Regions from separate parts of the Hordeum vulgare genome. Here region 2 is linked to region 1. Evidence: chromatin contacts called from public Hi-C data. All regions are on one chromosome and are shown on one strand. The core of a region is the stretch at or near the end of the contact, and the rest is flanking DNA. Distances in the headings are between cores, read along the strand shown. Region 1 overlaps LOC123406217 (probable magnesium transporter NIPA1). Region 2 has its middle 250 kb from the start of LOC123402722.

The links. Hi-C and Micro-C count contacts between places; a contact is called where the count stands out from the background.
Region 2: a Hi-C map of leaf shows a contact between it and region 1, with 4 times the contacts expected there. The contact joins two enhancer-like sites. A contact is called at or near these places in 2 of 6 Hi-C or Micro-C datasets (leaf and seedling) and 1 of 1 datasets of contacts at active chromatin or transcription factors (embryo).

What each region holds. Positions count from the first base shown.
Region 1 is chr6H:229,282,470-229,288,287 of MorexV3_pseudomolecules_assembly, reverse strand. It overlaps LOC123406217 (probable magnesium transporter NIPA1), which reads right to left. Exons shown (of 11, transcript XM_045099703.1): 11 at 3,831-4,276. The coding sequence ends at 4,100. Among protein-coding and RNA genes, the nearest start is that of TRNAW-CCA, 28 kb to the right of the region's middle. Within about 2 kb of position 3,282, at least 1 of the 3 cell types and tissues checked has open chromatin away from gene starts, as enhancers often do. A contact at or near this core is called in leaf, where this site is marked.
Region 2 is chr6H:229,785,209-229,791,026 of MorexV3_pseudomolecules_assembly, reverse strand. No RefSeq gene overlaps it. Among protein-coding and RNA genes, the nearest start is that of LOC123402722, 250 kb to the left of the region's middle. Within about 2 kb of position 2,401, at least 3 of the 3 cell types and tissues checked have open chromatin away from gene starts, as enhancers often do. A contact at or near this core is called in leaf, where this site is marked.

The DNA of each region.
Region 1 (5,818 bases), core at 2,033-4,532:
TGCCCCCTGCTTGCCACGTGTCGCACGCGACTCTTCGGTGTGTAAGACTCGCACCGCTCCGTTCCCCACTACGAGATAAAACGCATCGATACATGCACCCGCGGGTCGAGCCGTTGGGCCCGAGGGCCCAGGAAAGCCTAGGGGCATCGTTTCTGGCCTCGCGGCGCGCGTCGTAGCCTCAGGTCGGCCCACCGCTATGCCTCAATAGGGCATCGGCCTCGCGAGTCTTGGGCCCATGGCCACATCAGGGATTTCAAGGCGCCACCGCAGGACGGTCGTGAGAGCTGCTTCGGGGGATGAAGAACGACCAAGGCAACATGGAGTGACAGCCTGGCCGGGAAAGGGCGAGTACTAAGGAATGCTCGGGGGCTATCCTCCGAGGCCCCATTGCCCAGTGGGAAAAGGCCGCTGAGGTGTGACCTCACTAGGACTCTCGGCGGGGACTAAGGAAACGACGAGGGGCGCCGGAAGGCCTCACGAGACGAGCAGTGGCACGCTAAGCATGACAGAGAGGAGTTGTTAAAAACAAAAATATATTACACATTTGATGCCCCACATGGGGTCGGGTGATTTTGAGTGCAACGGGAAAGGGGAAGCCTAGGCGGAGGAGGCGTTGTCTTCATCGTGGCCCTCGAGGGCCCCGGCGCTAGGGCTGCCGCTTGCTTCGGGGGTCTCCGCTCAAATGAACGGCTCCACCAGGGACTCCACGTGCTCGCTCACCTCGTCCTTGAGGGGGCACCGGAGGTCATCGGGCATCGGCCCCATCACGAGGGGGAGGTCGAACGTAGGATCATGGCGACGCAGGTTCGAGAAGACCTGCGTTAGCACATCGCCCAGGAGGTCACGCGCCCTGGAGTCGAAGTCGCCGTCCACCTTGGAGACGCCCGACTCTAACGCATCCACCACCTTGGTGAAGAACTCGAGGTAGACCCCATTGCGGTGCGCGCGGGGCAGCGACGGAGCGTATTGACGAAGTGACGTGGCGCGTTGTTCGTGCGGAGGGCAAGCTCCATGAACTGCTTGGCACGTTGCGCCTCCATCTTCCGCGCATGTGTCGCGTCGTCCTTGGTTGCTTGCACGGCGTCGGCGGCTTCTTCAATCTGGGCCTGGAGCGCGGCCAGCTCCTCCTTGGCGCTCTCCTCGCCCTGAGTGCGTCGTGAAGCACGGCATAGGCATTCCGCAGCTGGGCCCTGAGCGCCCGTCTCCGCCTCGAGTGTTTCGCACCTGAGCCGTTGACGGTCCTCCTACCAAGCGGGTTCGCTGCGGTCCGGGGCCACCTCGCTCCCGATGCCCTGAGGGGCAAACATGGCAAGTTGGGTCGCGCCCTCTGAGGGCCCGGCCGGCTCCTCGGCGGGGGTTGTGGGTGCCACAGGTCTCATCAGGCCGCACAAGGAGGAGAAGGCCTCCCCAGAAGGCGGCGTGCGGGATGCCCCCAGCGGGCTCACGCGACACCTCTGGGGCGCCGGCGCCCTGAAAGGTCCAACAGTCAGGATTCATCAGGACAAGCAAGACACGCGAGAAGAAGCAACAGTGGCGGTGTACTTACTCGTCGCTGGCAGACCTACGCCATCACGGTGCGGCCAGCCGCGACCCTAAAGATGTCGTGTGCACCTCGTCGCCAGGGGTGCCCCTTCTAGTCGCCATTGAACGAGAAGGGGAAGAAAGGAGGCGGCGTTCGCACAGGGGTGGAAGAGCGGGACGGGGACAGGAAGAAGGAAGAAGCAATGTGGTGGCGCGCCCCGGGGGTGGTCGTCTTATAGCCATGATCACGGCACCCGGGGCGTCGTGGGAGTAGCGGCGACGTGCCCATCGTGCGCCACATGCCGCGGTTGGCCTATGGGCGGTTCCGTCTTGTGTCGCCTCGTTCCCCCAACTGGCTGTCTTCGCGGGAAAAACGACGTGAATGAATGGCGTCAATCGGGAGCAACGACGGCACACACAGCACAGATGATCTGCCCCTACCCGCATGAGGCGATTCTCGAAGCGCCGCGGGAAGGAAGGGCCCCATGTAGTGTCGAACGCTGCGCGCCGAGCCTCACCCATAGGCGGTTGGGGCCCACGTCACCTCGCCCCTCCCGTTGGGAGGAGTCATGCCCGACGCGGGCCCGAGGGCTACTGTCGGGCCCCTGAGACCGGGGGTACCCAGGTCCGTCGGCCTACGGCCCCGGACGTGACGCGGCGGGGCGAGCCCAGTAAGGAGAACCATTCGTGAGGGGCCATGCCTCGCGAGGTGAGCGTTTGAAGGTCGTCGTGAAGGGCCTCGGGAGGGCGCCCATCGCGAAGTTTTCCCCTGAGGCCCCCGTGGAGTGAGCCCATCGAAGGCGACTTGGCCAGGTCCCACGACCCGGCTCCTTCACGTGGATGAGGCAGGCCGCCTACGCGGCGCATGAGCAGTGCTAGCGATTGTGTACGAGGAGAGTTTCCCCTTCCCTCCTAAGCAAGGTGGGACAGCTGGCATGCACCCCATAGCGACCCACAAGGGTTTCCCGTTCGATGCAAGGAGACTAAAGATGGAGGCTCCGCGGGATGGAGGTCATCCCCAAGCCCACCAGGGCGTCATGACAAGAAGCTTTTGCACACCAAGACCATATTTGTCAGGGCGGACTGCAGTCATGTCCCCTTTCAAAAATGGTCGTTGTGGCAACCCTTCCCGCCAATGTTTTCGGAGGAAGAGGACCAAGGCCCATATATAGGAGAGGCCCGGCCTCCGTAGAAGGGGATCCAACCTCGTCCCTGGGTAGGGCAAGAACCCACCTTTCTACCTGTCTTCCACCTCAGGCAATCCCAACACAAGCAGGAGTAGGGTTTTACACCGCAAGGTGGCCCGAACCTGGATAAACTCTCGCGCGTCCTAGCTCGTCGCCTTAGCTCGCGCTACCGTAGAGTCACCATGAAGCCATGAGGTAGAACAGGATAGAAGAGCGAGCGCACCCAAGTGTTCGAACCTTTCCTCGGATCGGTGAAGCCCTGATTCCGACAGGCGCGAGGCTTGCCTTTGCAGGAGGGTGCGGTCGTGATGCCGAACAAGGCGAGGCCGACGGTGGCATCAAGATCGTCGTCCATGGCGAGCGGCCGGAACGCAAGAGGGTGCGGTCGTGATGCCGAACAAGGCGAGGCCGACGGTGGCATCAAGATCGTCATCCATGGCGAGCGGCCGGAAGCGCGCGTCGACGAGAAGGTTTTGAGAAAGTGAAGGGAAATTATGGAGGCTTTACCACCGACTGGCTGGCCAAGGGGTAGTTCGCGTGCGATGTGTGTGCCCGTCTCATGTCCACGCCAATACAAACGCCAACGCAAATCAGACTGAAAAATGGGTTGACAGACAAGCGTGCGTCCATTTAAGTCGGTGTGTTGAGACGACTTTTCTGTCCGCCGCGACCAAACGGACACGCACGCGTTGGAGTTGCTCTTAGGTGTCAAAGAAATAATCCTAAACTCAGTTCACCTACGCAAGTAAACGGCTTACGTATCACCAAAAAGACATGGACACCGATCATAGTTTTGTGTCATTAGAAAATACAAGACAACTACAGACACGATACATACAAACATATTTGTAGACAGTGCATGAAAACCATCATTTTCAAAATGTTCACCTAAGTTCTCGTTGCATTTTCTTTTTGCCCCTTTACGGATCATTCATAAAGTATGTTCATAAGTTGTTTGGGTTTTGGCGTCCTATTATTCTAAAATAGGTCAAATAAACTTGGAGCAAGATTTATTTTTTTCCTTAAGATATGTGAGCAAGATTTTGTTCCTCTAAAAAATAGCAAAAACTTGTGGAGAGACCTCAGCTATACAACAACAAAAAAACAGAAACAGAAGATTAGTAAAGCTGTAGAAAACAAAGGTTATTTAGCCATCTGCATAATTTAAAGTCATGTGTAGTGGAATTTTCAAAAAGAAAGTCATGTGTAGTGGATACTCTATATTTATACACTTCAACTATACAGGTAAAAGGAAAACATAACACAACTATATGCTACTACTAGACCAATATAATATTCAATCAGATTGCATGTGCTTGTTGTCTCAAAGTTTTGGTACATTTGGTACTTGTTAGACGTGGAGCTGAAGTTAGGTAACTTGGAAGCAGGCTTCATCCCTGCACACGAATTTGATCAGGTGGCGGTGGTGGCGGAGGTGTTGGTGCCCTCTCCACATGTCTATCTGTGCTGCTGGTGTTAGTCTTGTGAAGTAGAAAAGTCCCTGCAACAATGGTCACGAACCCACATAGTTGAGTAGCTATCTGTGTTGCACTCTGTGAAACCCAGTCCTGAAATGGGGAAATAACCATGGCCCTAAGTCAGATGAAAATGATGTATACATATTACTTAACAAATGGTCAATTTATTAATGCATATAATTATGCCAGGATATTGTTTACAGTACACGACTCATCAAGGAAAGAAGCAACCACTTCAGTATTACAAAATTAATCTTACAGGGCACTTAAAATGTCGCATATTTCCACTATCTACATGTTGTGGAGATGGGCTAGGGGTGTACATATGCAAGGCAATGACTACATTATCGTATTCCATGTATTGATTATGGAAGCCTTAGCCACGGATTTTTATGGTTATTTCTAGTTGCCGGCTATCGAGACGATAGCCGAGGGGTGCACCTTGGCTGCTTGGATTAGTCGCGCAGTTTGGATGAGCAATGTTCACTCATCGGACAATTGTGTGACGTTTCTGGTCTCCCCCTCTATTGGATACCATTGGTGGTTGGACAAGGCCACTTTCCTCGATGAGATGCGAGATGTCCGGCTAGGCCATTAGGTCGTCTATTGGGGACTTAAAATGCTCTACCGCGACGAGGACAATAGCAATGTTTCACCGCTACATGGTGAGGAGATTATGCCGTTTCCTCAATGATTGCTAGCTTAAATAACTTTACTGAATCGGCACAAGGTTGTGGAGGAACAACTCCACTTGAACGCTACAAAGTGTACATCACTAGTGTTGAAGGAGCTATTTCAACGTGTTGCGTCAGATATCGCGCTAGAAGCAAATATAAGCCAATATGGTAGCATGAGTGCAGTCCAAAACTCCTTAAACACAAGACCTAGTCCAAGACCTCAGATTAAAACACCAAGTTCTATTATAGGTAATGGGTATATAGATTGGTTACAAACTAGAGATCAGGACCTCTATAAATAGGGCTTTAACAAGCCTTCACATCTTAACTTCTACTTACAACTAGAAGATTCTGGAAAACATTACTTAAGGTTCAACCTCTACTCATAGCTAGAAGACTCTAGAAACATTATCGATCGGATAAGAAAACATATACAACAACTTGTGTTCTACCGGATTTTGTGAATACTTTTGGGATTGAATGTGATGCAAGTGAAACCGACATACGTGGCGTGCTTATGAGAGCGTAGACCCAAGCAAACAAGCAAACCGTAGGGGTGACCGATCTTCACGAATAGAGATGGATGTGGGGAAGAATAAAAGCAAACAAGAGGAAAACGCTCAATAAGGACAAGATTCACAACCAAACACAGTTCTCATAACCAAAAGTTAACATAGGAGGTACTTCTTGATCCAAACACCACAAAGGAAGATGGAAACCGATAGCTCGTCTCCATGAGGGTCTTGAATTCATAAAGGAATCTTCTCCACAAGGGAGGTCTTGAAATCCAAATAGAGTTTCTCCACAAGTGGGAGGCCTTGAACCCACTTGGGGATATCCCATTGGGTAGATAAAGGAGCAAAGCTCTCTAAGTTTGTGTTCAACTTTGTTAACCCTAGAGAGGAGGTGAGCAAAGCCCTTTTCGTCCCGCGTGCCACGATTCTATGGTGAAGAC
Region 2 (5,818 bases), core at 1,152-3,651, 500 kb before region 1:
AGGCCAAGCCTTGCACCTTCTATCCAATATATAGGTGCACTAAATTAATTAGCAACAATGTGATGATATAATAAGGAACCCATGTTTTCACATGGAATAAACTGCACTTACAACTAGCAACGACGTAAGAAGGCTGAGCAAGCGGTAACATAGCTAAACTAGGGACTGCTAGGTTTTGCAGGGTTAGAGGCTTTTCATAACAATGTTGGCAGGCTGACATTTAAGTGATAGACAGCAAGACATAGTAAAAGAAACGAGATAACTAGCATGACAATGGTAGTAATGGTATCTAGGGAAATGACCATCTTGCGTGTGATCCTGCTTGGAAGAAGAACGAATCTATGAAGCAGATGAACCAATATAGTCGAACGAATCCTCACATTCCAACACACACGATATTCACCACAACATATGTATGACATGATGCACAAATACTTATGATGCATGTCCAGTTTAATTATGCAAGGCATTGCACCTCACAACAATCGAATACTACACATTAAGTGAAGCTTAATATGCAACAAGTTGCATATTGTCGAAACTCCACGTTCATATATTTAGTTCACTCCCGTTTAGATACTCATCAATATTAAATGTTGTTTAAACATGACAAGAGGTGAAGTATAAATAATCTACACTATCTAGGCATTTCAAGTGAGGTCGGAAACAACATATAGCATCTCCGAAATGACCCCATGTGTCAATTTCAAACTCTGTCTAGATTTGTACTAATCACATTTTATATTTATTAAACAACAAAATAAAGTGAGTCATGTGATTCTACATGTTATTCTTGTCGATTTACATATATGAATCATCTAAAACGAAGTTACGGTTTAAAGGATATGTGCAAGAACAAGATGATATAGCATGAACGCATAATGTATGCAAATGACAGTCACAATATGTTAAAACATGGATGCACAAGATATTATGAAAGTACTTAAAATTCTAAGCAAGTTTAAATGAGGCCGGAACAACAAATATCAATTCTAGAAAGTCCCCATATGTGATTTCGAATTTTCTACATATCTTCCTAAACAAAATTTTAGAGTTGTTAAATAGGAAAAATAAATGCTACCATGTTAATCTTCACATTTTTCTAGCCAAGTTTCATATGTGGATCATTTTAATCAGAGCTACGATTGATTAATTATGAGATAAACCACTCTAACATGGCATTGGTGCAAATTAAATTAAAACAAGTTAAACATTTTAAACACATGTGAGAGTCGGATATTGTGCAACTACACAAAATTTTAAGCATTTTTCATGTATGAAGTTTTTTAATCCGATGCATGGTTAATTTTCTACGAATTAAATCATTTTAATATGGCATCACACAAAACAATGCAAAATATTTTTAACATGCGTGAAGGCGGAATATTATCAATCTACACAAAATTCTGGAAATTTCACATATATAACTTATTTTCATCCAATGCACGGTTAAATAGTCATTAACAATTTAGAAATATGCACTTTTCTGAAAATACAAAATGTCGTGACAAATAGCTAAATTCGTCTGAGCAGAAAAAAAGTATACATGGCCAAATTTTACTGAACTAGGCCAACACAGAACTAGGCGCAATATAAAAAATGTCGCCTTCGGCGACATATAGGCAACGGGGAGGGGGCAGCTCACCAAGTGGGCTTGGCCAAGGTCGAGGCACAGGACCGGCTGGGCCGGCTGGGGCGGCTGCTCGGTGTGGCGCTTCGAGAGGCGACCGAGCCGATCCGGAGCAGCCCACACACGCATGTCGGGGTTGTGGACGTTGACCTCGCCTGCTCGATCCCGAGCAGGCCATACACAGCGGCCGCGGGACTCGGTGAGTTCTCGGGCGGGGCTCTAACGAGTGGAGGTGGCCGGAGGAGGCCGATCCGGGGGTGTCGGCCTCGGATCTCGCCGGATCCGGGCGGCAGAGGCGAGGGAAGGCGAGGCTGGCGGTCTGTGACAGCATGAGTAGCCGGCGGGGGGATTAGGTCGCGGCTAAGCTACGTGTGAGGTGCGGCGAGCAGTGGTGGAGCGCAGGGCTCGACCCGACAGAGTTATGCCGGCGGGTTGCCTCTGCATAACGTGCAGGGGAGCGTGAGGGGAGGCTGCTTGCCGAGATCGCGACACGGCGACGATGAGCCTGGTGGCGGGGAGGCAGGGCACGCAGGCGCAACGTGCTGCAGCGGCTGAACCATGCCTGGGTGGGCTACGCCTGGGCCTCGGCAGGCCGCGGTTGGGAGTAGCTGGTCGGCTGGTTCAGAGTGCCCTGTTCGTCGATCTGGCCACGGGCGGTGCAGATCATGGCTCGGTGGAGCTGGTGGTTGTGGTTGGTTCAGGTGGCGGCTGCGTGGTGGAAGGGTGACATGATGCGGCGGGGCAGAGGTAGGGGAAGGGCTAGGACTAGGGTTTGGTCCAAAAATGATTGGGTTGGCTGTCTATTTATAGATAGGGCTAGGAGAGGGGACTTTTGGGGCATTTCGAGGCCTGCGATCGCGATTGGACGGCTCCGATTGCGACCCAGGGCTAGTAGGATTAGGTGGGCTGGTTGGATAGTGTGGGGAAGATTGTGGACTGAGATGAGATGGAGTTAGTGCGGCCCGTGATAAGATTTTTCAACACCGAAACGTCCGAAAAAATAACCGATGACGGTGCCGCTACGTTCGATCGTTCATGTATCAAACGGACTCCGATTGTGAGGATATTTGGTAGGTGGCTTACCTACACTAAAACAAAACCGCACACCAAATTTCAACCCCATCCGAGAAAGTTTTATACACAGTTTTAAAAATAAGATTTCAATGAGCCGCGAGGCGTGTGCGGTGGGTCTCAAAACGGACAACGATGACAACACATAGAACCCGCAACTAACACGGATGTAAGTTTTGAAAACTGACGTCAACGGAGTGCTGATGCAATGCGAATGATGCGCAAGATGCAATGATGAATGCCACAAACAAATAAATTACACGATGACAATGGAATAAAAGGAGAATCTTCTCGAACTTCGGTTCCGGGCTATTACAATGGATGCAGTGCAAGAGGCCGGACGACAGGTTGTGGAGAAGAAGATGATGTTTGTGGCACCCCGACTCAGAGGAAACCGGAACAACCCGTATTCCAGCCCAAGGACAAGTCTTTTGGAATACGAAACCGTTGGCACAGAACAAATCAGCTTGTTATTACTATGGAAAACATTACAAGGATACATGGATTACATCGCCTTGGTGATATTACACCTGCCTACGGTAAATCCTACGCTAGCAGCGGAGCAACTACCGGTGTGATGAACTCCACTCCGTAGGGACTCTGGCTATAACGCGCATCGTAGCTCGCAACTCGGAATCCTCGGCAATCAAACAATCGTGGCATGACCTGCAAACTGGCATGACAAGCCAGGTGAGTACTTTGAATGTACTCGCAAGCTCACAACAAACATCAGCATTAAGGCAAGACAACATCATAGCAGTCAAGATTAAGTAAAGGGTTGTTATTACTACAGGAGTAACAGAGAACTAACTATATCAGACTACTCTCACCGTACTCGGGTAATACCAACTCATGTGATCTTACCAAGATCCTTTAGCGAGTATCCACAGGATGGATACCCGGACTTATCACTGGCACGATGCCCAACTTTAACACCGACACGATGCCCAACTGTTACACCGGCAAGATGCCCAACTGTAACACCGACACAATGCCCAACTGTTACACCGGCACGATGCCCAACTGTAACACCGGCACAATGCCCAACTGTTACACCGACATGATGCACAACTGTTACGTACTCAGATGAGTTCTTCCATCATTACTAACATCAACACGGTTGACCATTTACAGAGGTCTGGTCGGGTTGTCCATTACCGTGGACACGGCTATTCGAATAGGTTTGACACTCTGCAGAGGTTGCACACTTTACCTGTCGTGGGTATAAGCCTGACAGTAGATGTGTAGGGTACGAATGAGATGGGCAGAGTCCTAGCTACGGCGAGGTTGTATGAGTTCAGTCCCCTCTACGGTGGAGGTAATAGCCCTACGTCTCAGTGTTCTTGGAGCTTGTTACCGAGTGTAATATGGAGTACAATGTTTTTCTAACCCTTTTACCAGTGGGGGAGGGCGGCTTATATAGAGTGCGCTGCCCTCCACAACGGTTCTGATTCAAGGGTGGAGTAGTGGCGATTGAATGCATGCGTTACAGATAACGTATGCTATAAATGCTAGTTAATGCACCCGGAAACGTACGGCAGTTTCCCTCTAGGGAGGTTACGACGCACCGAGTGTATCCAGTCGGTAGGTCCGGTGTCCTCCGAGTCTTAGTCTCCGACTGGATGATCCTGAGCCCGTTACCGACTGGATGATGGGGGCACCTTAATACAGTCGGGCATACTTAAGGTCCTGTCCCTTGCGTGGGGTAGTCCTTGGGTAGGACCTGTAGGACAGGCCTGTGACCCTACCCTAGGACTATGACCCCATCATTAGTCCCCGAATGGATTGGGGTTGAAACGTCAGAGCAGTGCTCGATGCTCAGATCCGACTGGACTAGGTTCGGCTTGGGCGTTGCTTGCCTCTATCCATTCTATCTCTCCTGGCCAATGATCCGAGTGAATGTGTTCTGCGGAACGGACTGTCGGGAACCGAGTGCCTTCGCGGCATCTTTTGACACGACCGGTCAACTGACAGCGGCGGATTTTCCGGGATCTCAAATTTCGGGTTCCGCGCGCTTAGCGGGGGCGACGTCAGCGCGCTCGAGTAGCGCCTGACTCCTCGTTCCTCGCGCCTTCAACTCTTCCGCCGATATCGCCGCGGCTGGTTGGGCGGATAAGATTTCGGGCCCGCTCGTCAGCGACCCAGTCGGTGTTCTATTTAACTCCGGTCGACGAGACCCTTCGGTTACGCTCGCCAAATCCTCTACTCTCGCTTGCTCCGTCTTCCTCGCCACCTCTTGCGCTCATACACCTTTCCCTTCCCATCCTTCTCGAAAGCTCGCCATCGCCGCCATGACCAAGGGCCAGACCAGCAAGATGGAGGCCAGGAAGAAGAAGGGCAAGGCGGCGGCTGCTCAGCGGCGGCAGCGGCCATTGCCAGCGGGATGGATCCAGGGAGACTTTCTCCCCTCCACCGTGACGGATGGGGACCTGCTGGAGCTGGTAGAGCACGGCCAGCTCATGCATAAATCTTGGAGGTTGCCGGCGGACGACGAGGTTGAGCCGGCGCCACGGGAGGGAGAGCGCGTCTTGCTCCTCAGCCACGTTCACCGAGGTTTCTCTCTGCCCCCCCACCCTTTCTTCAAGGGTATTATGAATCATTTTGGTGCACAACTCCATCATTTCCCTTCGAACGCAATCGTTCACCTTTCAGCATTCATTGTCTTGTGCGAATGCTTTATTGGTTGTCCTCCCCATTGGGGTTTATTCAAACACATCTTTTCCGTCCGCTCCCAAACCATAAAACGTCTTAGTCAATCGGATGACAAGACGCATCTCCTCCAGCTTTGTGGGGGTTTAGGGTTTCAGAAGAAGAATCGGAGTATTTACCCTGCTCTGCAGTTGAGTGAGTCGGTTAGGAACTGGCAGTCGACGTGGTTTTACTGCGAGGACATAGCCTGTCCGAACGCGTCGACTGGGCTGCCTCCATTTAGTCTAGACCGCCCTGCTCCACCCAAGCAACTCGCTCTCTCGAAAGCGGAGAAGAAAGACATCTAGCCTTTGGTTGAGGCACTCGCGGATGTTGTCAGGAGGGGTGTCACTGGGATGGACTTGCTGGAAGTCTTCATCGGTCGGTGAATCCAGCCTCAGCAAGCCCGCCACCACGCCATGTGGCACT